Regions from separate parts of the Anser cygnoides genome. Here all the other regions are linked to region 3. The links are chromatin contacts, called in public Hi-C maps. All regions are on one chromosome and are shown on one strand. Each heading gives the region's core, a stretch centred on a gene start, on an enhancer-like site or on the middle of the called end of the contact. The rest is flanking DNA. Distances are from core to core; before and after follow the strand shown.

Evidence for each region. A called contact is a pair of places that touch in the nucleus more often than the background predicts.
Region 1: a contact with region 3 is called in a Hi-C map of liver, with 2.9 times the contacts expected there. The contact joins two enhancer-like sites. A contact is called at or near these places in 2 of 7 Hi-C or Micro-C datasets (both in liver).
Region 2: a Hi-C map of liver shows a contact between it and region 3, with 19 times the contacts expected there. The contact joins two enhancer-like sites. A contact is called at or near these places in 2 of 7 Hi-C or Micro-C datasets (both in liver).

Annotation. Positions count from the first base shown.
Region 1 is chr2:152,965,092-152,969,288 of Taihu_goose_T2T_genome, forward strand. No RefSeq gene overlaps it. Among named protein-coding and RNA genes, the nearest start is that of MYC, 200 kb to the right of the region's middle. Within about 2 kb of position 1,545, at least 1 of the 3 cell types and tissues checked has open chromatin away from gene starts, as enhancers often do. A contact at or near this core is called in liver, where this site is marked.
Region 2 is chr2:152,998,853-153,003,428 of Taihu_goose_T2T_genome, forward strand. No RefSeq gene overlaps it. Among named protein-coding and RNA genes, the nearest start is that of MYC, 170 kb to the right of the region's middle. Within about 2 kb of position 3,274, at least 2 of the 3 cell types and tissues checked have open chromatin away from gene starts, as enhancers often do. A contact at or near this core is called in liver, where this site is marked.
Region 3 is chr2:153,522,542-153,526,702 of Taihu_goose_T2T_genome, forward strand. No RefSeq gene overlaps it. Among named protein-coding and RNA genes, the nearest start is that of MYC, 350 kb to the left of the region's middle. Within about 2 kb of position 2,325, at least 1 of the 3 cell types and tissues checked has open chromatin away from gene starts, as enhancers often do. A contact at or near this core is called in liver, where this site is marked.

The DNA of each region.
Region 1 (4,197 bases), core at 295-2,794, 560 kb before region 3:
AAGGTGCTGAGTATCACAAGACCAATGGGAACTATAGGAGGATGCACTGGAAGAGATGGCCCTGATCTGTGTCATTTCTTGTAATGGCCAATCCTTGTTAAAAGTCCCTTGCTTGCTTATGTCACAACGTCATTTGTACTGCGCCGCCAAAATATTCACAGGATGCCAAAGAGCTGACTTTCTGTGAGATCTTGGCAATCCTTCAAGGTTGTTGTCACAAAATGTAGTTCTCCTCTCCAAACAAAAGTTTGTTGGTAACAACTCATTGTCCATCAAATCAGATATTACCCGTCTAGTGCCATCAACATGACACGTTGTCCATACATGAAGCAGCAGGTCCCAAACCTGACCAGGGGTGCACAACTACACAACAGTCAGGAGCTGAAATTTGCTGCCTGTTTTTGAGATGTCCCTGCTGCAGACTTCTAGCCTGTTGTGCAAGAGCTTCCTGAATGCCCTCCATTGTAGGCATCTGGCTCTGCTTGCAGCTTTCCAGAGAAGTGCAGCCCCAGAGCATGCTCTCGGGTGGGCCAGGAAGCTGCATAGAGGGCTGCAGAGGCAGGCTTCGGAAAATCAGTACTCAGCACTTATGGCCTCTCCAAGGAAGGCAGCATATTCCTACTAAATCTGCATTAGCTGGATACATGTCATGAAACTGTCACCCTGACACACTCCTAAGGGGAAAGTTTGTACAGCTCGTATCACAACACATCTTCCTGGATCCTCTTAGTCTTCCACTGCAGCCATACCATTAAAGCCAAGTTAAGCTAAGGAATGCACCCCACAGGACCTTCTGCTGAAACAGGTGCAATTTAAGGCCTCTTGCTGGTCCTTGCGTGCAATATCTTCTTTGTAATTCACTGTGACGGAGGATCCCAGCTATTAAATTAACAGGTGTGAATGGCACAGCAAGACTAGGACAAGGAAAGACAGAGTTGTCGTTGTATTTAAATGCAAATTATTACAATTTAAATGCATTTTCTTTGTAGGACATTACACTGTTTCTCACTGTGTTTCATAGGAAATAAAGTAAAATGAAAGCCAGGACTAGTAATTGCAGAAAGACAATGTATACAGGGAAGCTGGTTTTACCTGAATAATATAAACTGATCTTCAAAAGCTCATTAACAACAGAGTCGTACTGTTTATTTTTATTGCAGTTGTGATTTTTAGGATTAGGACTATCAATATTTATTCATGTTTAACAGAACACAAACATCCGGTCAGTCCTGGCAAAGTGATATCCACTGAACTGCAATTTCATTGCACTTTAGTCATAGATCAAACAAAGGTCCCATTTATAGTAGGAGGGTAAAAGTACAACAGAGTCGGTAACAAGTGTGGCTATTGCCATAATACCTAATCTGTTGTAAATGACATATGAAGTTCTTTGTGAACCCAGCTATTGTCAATGGCAGGGGCAAAATCTGTGGTTTTTACCCGGTCAAACTCAGGTCTTACTAGAAATAAGGACTAGATGTGTGACTGCTTCTCCAGGTAAAAGCACCTTAGAAACTGAGGCAGATTATTTGGCAAACTGCTATTTCCACGTGAGGTTTCTCCAGATAACACTCCTTGCTGTTGCTTAATGGGTTTGAATTTGGGTCTTTTCAGCTGTTTTTTCCCAGGAAGTCTGTACAGTATACACCCTGAAGGTCTTGCCCAGGACACCTGACCACGTCTGCTGCCAGAGCTGCTCAGGACTGCAGATATATCTGTAGGGTCCAATATCCAGGGCTGAGGGACTCTGACCTAAGCAAAAGCTCCAAGTATGACTACATACTTAAAAATAGCAAAGCTAAACAACACGCATACCGGGCGAAGCGTGCTGAATGACATGGATTTGCCAGGATAGCTGAACTCAAGGAAGATTTGAGGGGTACTCTGTGGCCTTAGCCATATGAGCAATTATTTGTTGTTACGAAAAGTATTTGAGAGCTTGCCAGTGCATTCACTCTCACAGCACCCCAGGATGTGGCAAAGTGCTGCCAGCCTTCCTGGGGGCTGGGGGAAAGGAGGAGGTTGCACAACCTGGCCAGGGGAGCTACGGTCAGGCAGCCCAGCAGCACCTGCTGCTCGCACCTCTCCGCGGTCCTGGTGGCGTGCCAGCCACCTCACCTCCTGGGCTCACAGTCTTGCTGTAATTCACCCCCCTCATAGACTGAGAAATGCAGTGCAGTTTCTCCTTCCCTCAAATATTTAGGGGTACGTGATTTTACGTAAAATATTGCAAAAAAATAACAAGGGAATTGCTAAGGAAAACATTTTCTGCCAGAAGACATTAACACACCTTGGAGTGTGGTTAGTCTCACTCCAGGGGTTTAAAGAAGTTTAGCATGATAGAATTTCATAAATAGTAATATGTAAAGTACAAATCACTAATAAAAAATACTATTAATACTTTTTTTTGTGGATTTCCCAAAGCTGTTTCTCTGTCTTATGTAAACTGCATGCTCCTCAGGGCAGAGACTGCTTGGAGTCTGTGGCATGGACATCACTGAGTAGAAAAACTAATGAAGAAAGAAAATTAATTTCTTCATTTACTATTCTGACTATCAAAAATGCTCAAGGGGGACACAACAATGTGAAAAGTGAGGAGAAAATACAGCATATTTTATACATTTATTTTCATCTCCGGATGATTTTGACCACAAGAAAGTATTTGCCCATGATAGATGAACTGAGTTGCCATTCCTGTTAATATACTACTGTTTAATGATTTCTTTTCAGTATTCATTTTAATACAGTCAATGTTTACTTAGAAGGACATTAATAACACCAGGATATCTATCATATAGGAAATGGCTAATGAAATCTGTTTCATTTGTCAGTGGATGTTTATGTTTCAAAGCCGCATTGGATTGTTTATGCAAGATTTAGGGGAGAATGTTAGTGTTTCATTAGTGACTAATAACGAGAGTGAAGTTAAATGGCAATTAGTATGGATTTTTATTATTATTACTATTGCTATTATTTACATTACATCAGGACTCCCTTGGGCTGCAGATCGATGCTTGAAGCAGCTCAACTGTTGCTGCAAAGACTTCAGAATGAGACAAAGTATGTTTGATAGTGATATGGACACAGGACTGAGAGCCAGAGTTGTCAAGCTCTGCAAATGAGCTGACTCACTGCCAGTTGCTCCTGTGGTGAATCGTCCTACAAGTAGCCTTGTTGTCTCTAACACATCTTCTATATGAACGAAGCTTATAAGATTTCTGAATGTGGGATGCTTATACTCAACAGCTAATTCAGAGCTAATCTGCATCTCCTAGTTTGATGGTTTTGGAACCGACTCATTCATTTTTCTCTCAATAGCTGCTTCAAATTGGATTCAAAGGTCAAAATCTTTATGCATAACACATATAGCTTCTGTGGAGTTTTGCAGATCTCTACCATCTCAGAAATGGACCCCATGGTTTGAACACTACTGTGTTTGAGGAATTTCCTTTTGAAAAGTACAAATGTCTTTGCAATTTATGAAACGATTCAGGCATTTGAAAATGGCATGTTCCTTCTTCCTTTGCAAGTCAAGGTCTGAGTTCATTATTTGAGATTTTCCTTCCTTTCTTGCAAAAAGTTCAAAGAGGTACATCCTTGTTGCAAGGACATGAGAGTTGCCAGATTGCATCACAACAGGGACTGTTATGAGCATGGAAACAAGATCCCAGAAAGCTGGGGAGCTGCACTTGTCTTTGGCTGTCTTTTGCCCACCTTGTTCTTTGTGAACAAGGACAAATGTTAATGCCTTCCACTAAAAAAATAATACATAGTTTTGGTCAGGATGCACTTATGTGCAAGTGGAATTTAGTCCAAAATGACAATGACTGATGTCCAGCAATCTACCCTTTCCTTTTCAAATGATAAAAAAAAAAAAAAGTGCACATTGAAATCACCGGAAAATTGAGTCACTCTGGCTATGTTAACAGCATGGAAAGGAAGGTATATTGCCACAGCAAAACATTTCCCTTTTAGTTACTGCTAAAGAATGAAATGCAAATTCCAAAGGCAGTTCCCTTCCTCCTCTCCCCCTTCCCCAGCAATCCCTGAGAGTACAGAATATTATTAAAAAATGCCAAATCCAACCTTCTCTGCACTCCTACAACTACTTCCAAAGTCAACAGAGTCACGGGTGCACAAGGAACTAAGTGCCCCATCAACATACTTTAATTTTTAGCCATTATTAAATGTAAATCT
Region 2 (4,576 bases), core at 2,024-4,523, 520 kb before region 3:
CAATAATAGATTCATATATGATAAAGGATGGAGGAGTAGGTGGGGAACTGGACACTGTTCAGGGAAGCTCTTCCATTTCAGTCACGGTATTTTCTTTCTTCTACCTACCCGTTGTCAGTAACTCAGTGTGTTGGCACACAGCCATTGAAAATAACAAGGGGAAATGACCTGGCCAATATGGCAGAGAACCTAGATGCAAGTTTTGTTTGTTTGGGAGGGAACAGGACAGTACATATGCGTAGGACAAAATACATTTGTGCTTCACGGGCCTTGTCTAGACAGGTGGGATGGGAGGGATTTGATGGGAGCAATTTGATTTTAGATAGGAAACATCCAAGTCCTTATGTGAAGGTTGAGAACTTCAGCTCAAAGACTTCAGGAGCCTGGGGCTTAGGTTTGGTTATGGATTTCCTTCATTTGCATTTTTTAAAACTCTTTGATATTTGTCCAAACTTAAAAACTCAAACATCCTTGGCTTTGCTGAGTTTTCTTATGTATGTATGTATGTGTTTGTGCTCACATATAGCTGTGTGACTTGTTATCTCAAAGATGCAAATGCCTGTGGGATAGGGAGGTCTGTGCCACAGCTGATGATCCAGCATGGTTTGTCATCCACCACCAGGAGACAGGCTGGGATGAGAATGGAGCTGTTCTTTTTTTCCACGTTAGAAGGAACTGCCCTGACCTCAGGCTAAAACAGAAAGAAAAATCATCCCTGAGATGAGCAGAGGAACTGAGTTTTCAAGCCCATTTTAAGGGCTACATTTGTGCCCACTTTGCCAAAATCAGAGGTAAATCATTGCAGTGTCCTGTCTCCCATAAATACACACACACTGATAACATAGGGTGGCCTGCAGCCAGTTCAGCCTGCACAGTTGGAACCTTTGTTTTCAGGGTTCAGTTGAAAGGGGAGTAAATATTTGCAAAAGAACATTTTCCTAACAGGAATGCTCTCAAAAGTACATTTTCTGGAAAACAGCTCTGCCATCATCCTCTTTTATTGTAGAGTCCTGCAAGCCCAGGGCCCACAGACAGAGAAATAAATCAAGTGCTCTGAACCTGCATGTTCAGCCCTTACTGCAAACTCGTGTAAGAGCTGCTCAACTGGGAGAGCACTGATAAGGTGACCTGACTTCACAGAATTTTGAAGAACTGTCCTTTGAACTTTGAAAGCCTCATTTGTAAAAGATAAGATTTACGGCCCTAAGGAAGGCAGGAAAGAGTGGACAAATTGTTGTCACCCAGGGAAGCCTTCCTGATAATTTTCCTTTCCACTTCCAAGAACAGAGCATTTTAGAAACACCAGTGGACAATAACCCCTTTGCTGAGTCTACCTGACTTTGATTTCAGTCAATTTGACATTTTAGGCTTTACTTAAGTAACTTTGATGTACCTTTAAAGATTAAATCCTGATAATGAAAGAACATGTGCACTTCAGATGATTTGTATTTGTGTAGATGCTTAAAAAAAAAGTGGGGGGGAACAAGAAAAAAACATCCACACATTTTAAAAACCAACTTTGTCATTTGCTAGACGTAAACATTATTAATATTTTGTCAATATTCATATTTCACTTGCAGCCCCTGCAGAGATAGGGCCATTCTGTGAGACGCAGTGTTTATTAATAAAAGATAGTCCATCCCGGATTCATCTGCCTTACAAGAGACGTTTAATTGAGATGTTTCATTTAGGACTAAAGTCACTAGAGGCTTCTTCTATAATCAATGGGGCACTATGTGGGGTGATTCGGACATTTGTCAGCCAGAGTTGCTGTGTGGAAAAGCTTCTCTTTCTTGTCAATACATAAATATCTTAGGCACCTGAAGGGCTGAAAGATAGGTAAGATAAATCTGGGCCTCCCTTCTCTCAGAATGTATGGTTAAAAAAAAAACGGTGGGGGGGTGGGGAGGAGCAGGAGGCAGAAAATGTTAAACTTCCTCCCTACAAAAAGAATATGAGGTACAGAGCTTAGGTGACCTACTCAAGGCCAGAAAGCAGGAAACAGATCCAGGTATTGATCATAATTCTTTGAAAGCAGCATCTTAGTTATAAAAAACATCTTACACCTCTGGCAGTGGCCTCAGGATTTTTCCTAACATGAATAAAAATGCTAGAGCTGGAAAATGGTTCCACAAGTAAGTGTTCACTCAATTTATTTCTTTCTTAAAAATGTTGAAAATTATTATATTTTTTTTTAATCTCTTTAATACCTGTTAAATTTCCTTTGAAAGTTCTTAGGAACATTATTTTACTTTTTTTTTCTTCCCAGAGGCTCTCAAATATATTATCACACAAAGGCTAATGTAGCTTTGCTGAAATCTGTTTCTCATCTTCTGTATGTGACAGTTTTGGCCATATGCACAAAGAAGGAAGACTCCCAAAACCAGTCATGTCTCTGGAACAACTGGTGTTGCGTGGCTTATCCCTGCCCTAAACATGACAAAAAGCAAAAATCTTCAAAATTTCCATTACTGATTTCCTTAAACAAATATTTCATATTAATTTATTGAAATTTTGAACTAAAAAGTTATGTTTCAAAGAACAGAAACATTTTATTCAGATAATAACTATTTGGGGTACATCTACATTTTTTCCTAACTATTAAAAGTTTCTTAAAACAACTCAATATCACAAAGTTTTACTTCTGACTTATTTTTTACAAAGGGTAGATACACACAAATAGAAGGATGATTACAGCAGATCAGAGCAAAGGTCTGTCTGATTCAGTATGCAGTCCCTGACAGTGTCAATTTTTCATTTAAAAATGCCAACTACATTGAACAAGAGAACAGAACGGCCAGAGACACAGTTGGCACAGTCTATGCACAACAAATGGATTCAAATATTCATGCATAAAATATGCAACAATCAGTTCCAAAGTTGTAAACAAATACACAGAAAAAAAAAATAGATGGAATAAAATTAATGAAATAAGTTATTTGCTATAAATACTTTGGCTATTTCTTATGGATGTAATTTCTGCCTCAAAGAGAAAACAAAATTATGAACTATATTTATACAACAGAATCTACTTCAGCATTTGACAATAAAAGTTTAAAATTGTATCATGATAGGAAGAACTCCACAGCTTAGCAAAAAAAAAAAAAAAAGCAAACTGTGGAGTTTGGAAACGATTTTGCTGGAGCACACTATCTAGTTTTGTTGCTCACAGTTCAGATAATAAATGTAAAGAAAATGTATGGAGGGTAAAGAGAAGAGCCACCAAAATTCTGTGAAAGTCACAGAAAATGCACTGCTGTGAGGTGCTGAAAGCTTGCCTAGCTGCTTGCTCAGACAGAAGATGAGCTTTGAAAGACCTGACAGGGAAATTTAACCATTGGGAGGCACTCCTAAGTGAAAAGACAGACTAGCTCTTTCTTGGTTTCTTATAGTCAATGCATGCTTTAGCTAAATAAAAAATAGTGAAGTCAGTGCAGAGTTGTGCAATATGGGAAGCCAAGCCAGATGTCACTAATTTGTGACAGTCACTAATAATGTGAGCAGGATAGTTGTTTGCTCAATAAAAATAGTTTAAACAGGCTTCTCCTTGCTGATCAAGAAAACTGGGTATTCAGCATTCAGGCTGCCTAGAATCATGACAGAAAGAGCATTCCATGTGGACAAGCCCATTATTTTTGCATAGGAGAAGGCTTGTTACAGATTTACACTGGAGAAACAAGAGTGCTGTACTGGACTTCCTTCTGCTCTTAAGTAGAACTTCAGCCATAGGTGAATTCACAGCAAACAGGCAGCTGATCACAGGGAACTTTGTTCTGTGTTGACATCAGAACTACTCTTTGTGCCAGTGACCTAGAGAGCAAAGAACTCCACAAGTGGCAAAACTGCCAGATCACTTCACCATAGTACCATTAGAAAAGGCCATGAGCACTCAGACCATTCACGTCTCCAATGATCTGTTTGTCCTTGGAAGGCCAAACATATAACTTGTCCAAATAAACACTGTCCTTTAAAAACAAAAACAAAGTCAAATGAAGCTACACAGTTCTCAGCAAAACTGTTCAGAAAAACATCCATTTCCTCAGTAGCTTTGGTGCTTCTTCTCATCTACTGTTCAGAGAGTACTTCCACCTGTCTGAGAGGGCTTACATTTCCCACCTCATGCATGGTGCACTCAGGACCATGGTTAATGGGGATCTTGGATAGCACTTTTATTCCAGACATACCTGTGGAAACAATCATATGTTGGGGAAAAAAAAAAAGTAATTAAAAATAAAATATTCTGTCCATTAGAAGGAGGAAAGAAGAAAATAAAGGAAATGTAGAAAAGGAATGGGTCACTGAATCACTGAATTAGGGAAAGAGAAGTCTGATTTCACTTTCCAGCTCCATTTCACGTTCAGAGATTTTTAGTACAAAGGAGAACATGACCAACTGAACTTACATAAAGGTCCCATCAAGTGAGGAATCACAACGAGCATAGAATTACTGCAGATTGGAACCTTCAAGAGAGATCTACAGGGAAAATGTGAGTTTTCTGGGAGCTCCACAAAGAAATCCTTAGCTTCTGAGGCTCTGAGGATGTCCTTCTTCAGGTATCTATCTATTCAGGTAGCTC
Region 3 (4,161 bases), core at 1,075-3,574:
TGATGTAGGAGATAAGGTTGTGGCCCAGACTCCTCCTGCCTTTGTGCCTCCAGTGAAATTGCTTTGTATTCCACTGCTAACGTTTATAGTCCTGTGAAAGGGTAAAGACCAGGGCCAAGCAAAGATTTCCCCTTCTATTTGGAACGCTCTGAGAAACCGAGGAACTACTTGTAGCTTTTTCTGTTTAGAGGAGAATAAAGAAAAAAAAATAGGGAAAGGTGAACTCTAAGTTCATGGTGCAAGAGGTTGATTTGGGCAGGTTTGGTTGATTTCAAGAAACTTCTGGCTCAGAGGGCCCTACGTAATTTTTACCATCAGTCTGTTTCTTATAAGGACAGTGATGGAATGAGAATTAGTTAATGCTGGGGTCAATATGTGACCTGAACATGAAATATTTGATAACTCATTCCATTCCATCATCTCTTTCCTAAAGAAGTTGCTACTAATAGATCAGAACAAAACAAGGGAGCAGTGGCTTTCAGGTCCCCTAGTGCCTGTTGATCCTTCTCATCAAAATTTTCTGTGTGGTTTCTGCCCTTCCATGGTACAGCAGTTACATCACAGGTACAGCTGTTGTGCATTTTGCAGCCTCTGGACCAAAGGTGCCATCTCTCTTCCACAGATATTCACAGGTCTTGTCATTGACTACAGTGCAAACAGAAGCATATCTTATTTTATAAAAAACAAACAATCTTTAAAATCCCCAAAAGACTAAAGTAATGTAAAATCATCTTCAGACCTGCTTAATAGCTTTATATTCTCAATGACACTTCTTTTAAGGACTGAAAAGCAGAGATTTAGGAAAGCAATTTTTCATTCTGTAGAGACTGTCTGACTTCAGGAGTAATATCTATATTTTCATTTTATGCACAAATCGTCATCTCTTGCTCATTAAGGGATAAGAAAAGTGGAACACTAAAGGGTAAAAGCAGGATCTAAAAAAGGATCTAAATTCTAGATATATTTGTCTCCCCTATTCTGCAATATGTTTGCACAAGTACATAAGTATACAAAATTCAGAGAAGTTTTGCCCTTGGATCTTCAGTGCTGAAAGACAAGAAATGGTGAAGTACATGTTATATGTCCTTCTGTCTTGTCTATTTGTCCAAAAGGTGAGAAGGAGATCAAAATGCAAAATTACTGACATGTAGTTCAGGTGAGAAGGAGGGACATATCCCCTTTCTCCTGTAAGCCTGCAAGCAGTTCTCCATGCTAGTCCATTCCTTGGGGTGCCTCCAGGTATATTCATCTTACTGTAGAAATATCAGGACCTGGCCGCTGGGTCAGCAAATTACATACATCCATCTGTCTTAACCCCTGTAATGAGGTTTATGTGAAGGGTAAAGTTTAAAAGCTGGGGCAGAGACCATGAACTCATCCGAAAATATATGGCCTTATATCCATATGAAGTGATGGCTCCAACAACAAAATTCCCCTAGGTTTAAAATGTATCCCAGCCCTATTGCTATTTTCCCTCAAACCAAATTGCTCCATTGGTCTACTCCAACTGATTTTGTGAGTGAAACTAAATGGGACAGAATAGATTTAAATGTTATAAATGTCCAAAAAAAAGAAATGGGGAAAATGGGTATAATTTTTAGGGAAATTACTTTAAGTAGATATAAAATGTATTAGCCTTCCTAACAGGCTGGTTAAGGTACATGCTTACATCCTGACTCAGTTTTACTCAGTCCCAAAGGGGACTAAGTAAAATAAATAAATAAATAAATAAATAGTCCACTTCATGAATAAGAAGTGGAAGCAAAAAGAGAGAAGTCAAGACCTCGCTATTTCTTCCTCAGTCAGTTTAAAGACCCATTGCCCCATCCTAGTCCCTCTAGACCAAAAGGGAGTTTTACCATTGACGTTAATGGGAACAGGATCTGGCCCAGTAACTGGCTGTTTTGGATCTGTTTCTGTCGCCCTTGCTGCATTGTTGCTGAGAGTACAGAACATCCTCGCCTTCTGTTTTTCACTCCTTAATGTTTCCTTAGAATACTTAGGCGGAGAGTGACTGTAAATGCTTAACCTTTGTCAATGGCAGACATTCAAGAGAGTTTGGCTGCCTCCTATTTCCTTGTGGACACTGATTTAAGAGTCCATCCAAAACATTTGTTCAGAAGGATATGACTAACATGAAAATCTGTCACTGTATAAACATAGTGACCAAAACCTATTTGGCAGCATTTTAGATCTGCTGGCTAATAATTAGGTATTTATGTTTGCTTTAACAGCACCAGTTGTGATGATCTAATGTCGTTTAGTATTTATATGGATAGCTCATCAGATTTTTTTCTTTTTACAATGATTCAGCATAATTACATGGAAGATAAAGAACATTTAAACAAAAAAAAAAACTTTTTTCAGTAACTAATGCAAAATTTCAGTCAGGGGCACATTAGAAATGACATGCTGAGCTCACATGAGAAGAACAACGCCTGAATTTACTGGAAACATTGCAGTAAGGGTGAGTGAAGTCATTGAAAACAAATTGCTGTTCCCTTCCTAAATAGGCTTGGGCTGGAGTAGGGTCCTCTGGGTTGTGACCAGATTTAGCATTCACAGCCAGTTTGTTTCACAGAAATGCAGTACAATCTCTAGGGAAACAAATCTGCAAAAAATGTGCATGAGAATTTTTGGGGCGGGGAGGGATACACGGATCTAATGCAGTCAGAAGCATATTAAAAGCTATAAACAGTTTGCTGTTGTTTGGGCTGGTTCAGAAGATCGCTTAATCGTTTACTGACACTCTTATCACTGCAACAGGTTTTGTTATTCTGATCCAACTGTGTCAAAAGTTATGTGAACACATATATCAGTCTATAATTCAAGTACATGTTGTTATTCACTATCACAAAAACTATAAAGACTCTGAAACCCTAATGATACCGATCCAAGTACACTTTGATAAGCTTGAAGGGCGTACGATTTGTATTAAAGTGTACCTCCTACAGACTGTTTTCAGAGCATCATAAAGGAGTAGGAAAATTACCTTTGATACACCTGCTACTAAAGAGCTTGTGAAAATGTTTGAGGACAAGACCTTTTTTCTGCCCACTCAATGAAGCAAGAACAAGGAGAACATTACCTTGTTTGACTGCTTGCAAGAAGCAGAAAAATCTGTACGCTTCTCCACACACACTTCTCAGATCACCCCAGCAGAACTTAGGAGATGACGGAAAGTCAAATACTGTGTTCTGAGAACCATATGAGAGACAAATTCACCCATAAGCTTTCAAAATCTAACAATGGCAAAGAGAATTCAGTGTACAGAATTGCCACCATGGAAAGTATTACTGCTGCTTGGTACCATCAATTCTTCATGATTTTTATCCTTATTGTGGTACTTTGATATGATGAAGAATACATTTCTGTACAATCTACTTTTAGCTTTACTAGGTTAGGTCTTACCCTCATAGTTCCACTTCCCTTGCAGTGCATTTCCTGTTCTGAATCATTAATTTCACTCTGATAAACACTTTAGCTAGGAAGTTGGAAGTTACTATGAAAGAATCATAGAGATTAGGAGTCATCAAATCCATCCCTCCTCTTTTCAGGAGGAGAAAACAAAGAAAGGATGACAGGGAATGAGATGAGAAGATAACAATACTATGGTATACATGTGACTAATTGCGCCAGCCAAACAAGTGCAGCTGGAAACAGGATATGTTTCGGACAAGCCACTCTAAAAAATTCTAATCTGTTATGAGATTCATTTTTTCCATGAATATTTTTAACTCTGCGATCCCTAATTTTTCATGGCTCACCAAGGACATAGATGTGTCTTTGGGGCTCTATTGTCAGTATGTGGATCCCTCTACTTTTGGGAAGTAATGGACTTTGATTTCTGTGGGGAAATTTGATAAGGGTGAAGCAAGGAGAGGAAGAGAGTAGACTTGCATCCTAATGTGAGATATTGTTTGCCCTATAACTTCTTTCTGCCTCTCTTTTGGGATCTGCTCAAATCATCTTTGCCAATGTCAGTTCTTTATTTTCCTACTCATAGAGATATTAATATGAGACTGCTTCAAAAAGGAAAATATTCTCTCCACAGCTTCCAGTGCTCTGGAGATGTGATTAACTTGCCAGAGGTACAGACATCTCCAACCTCACGCAAAGCAAGAATTTTCAGACTACGTGGTAGATATGGGATATTTTCCA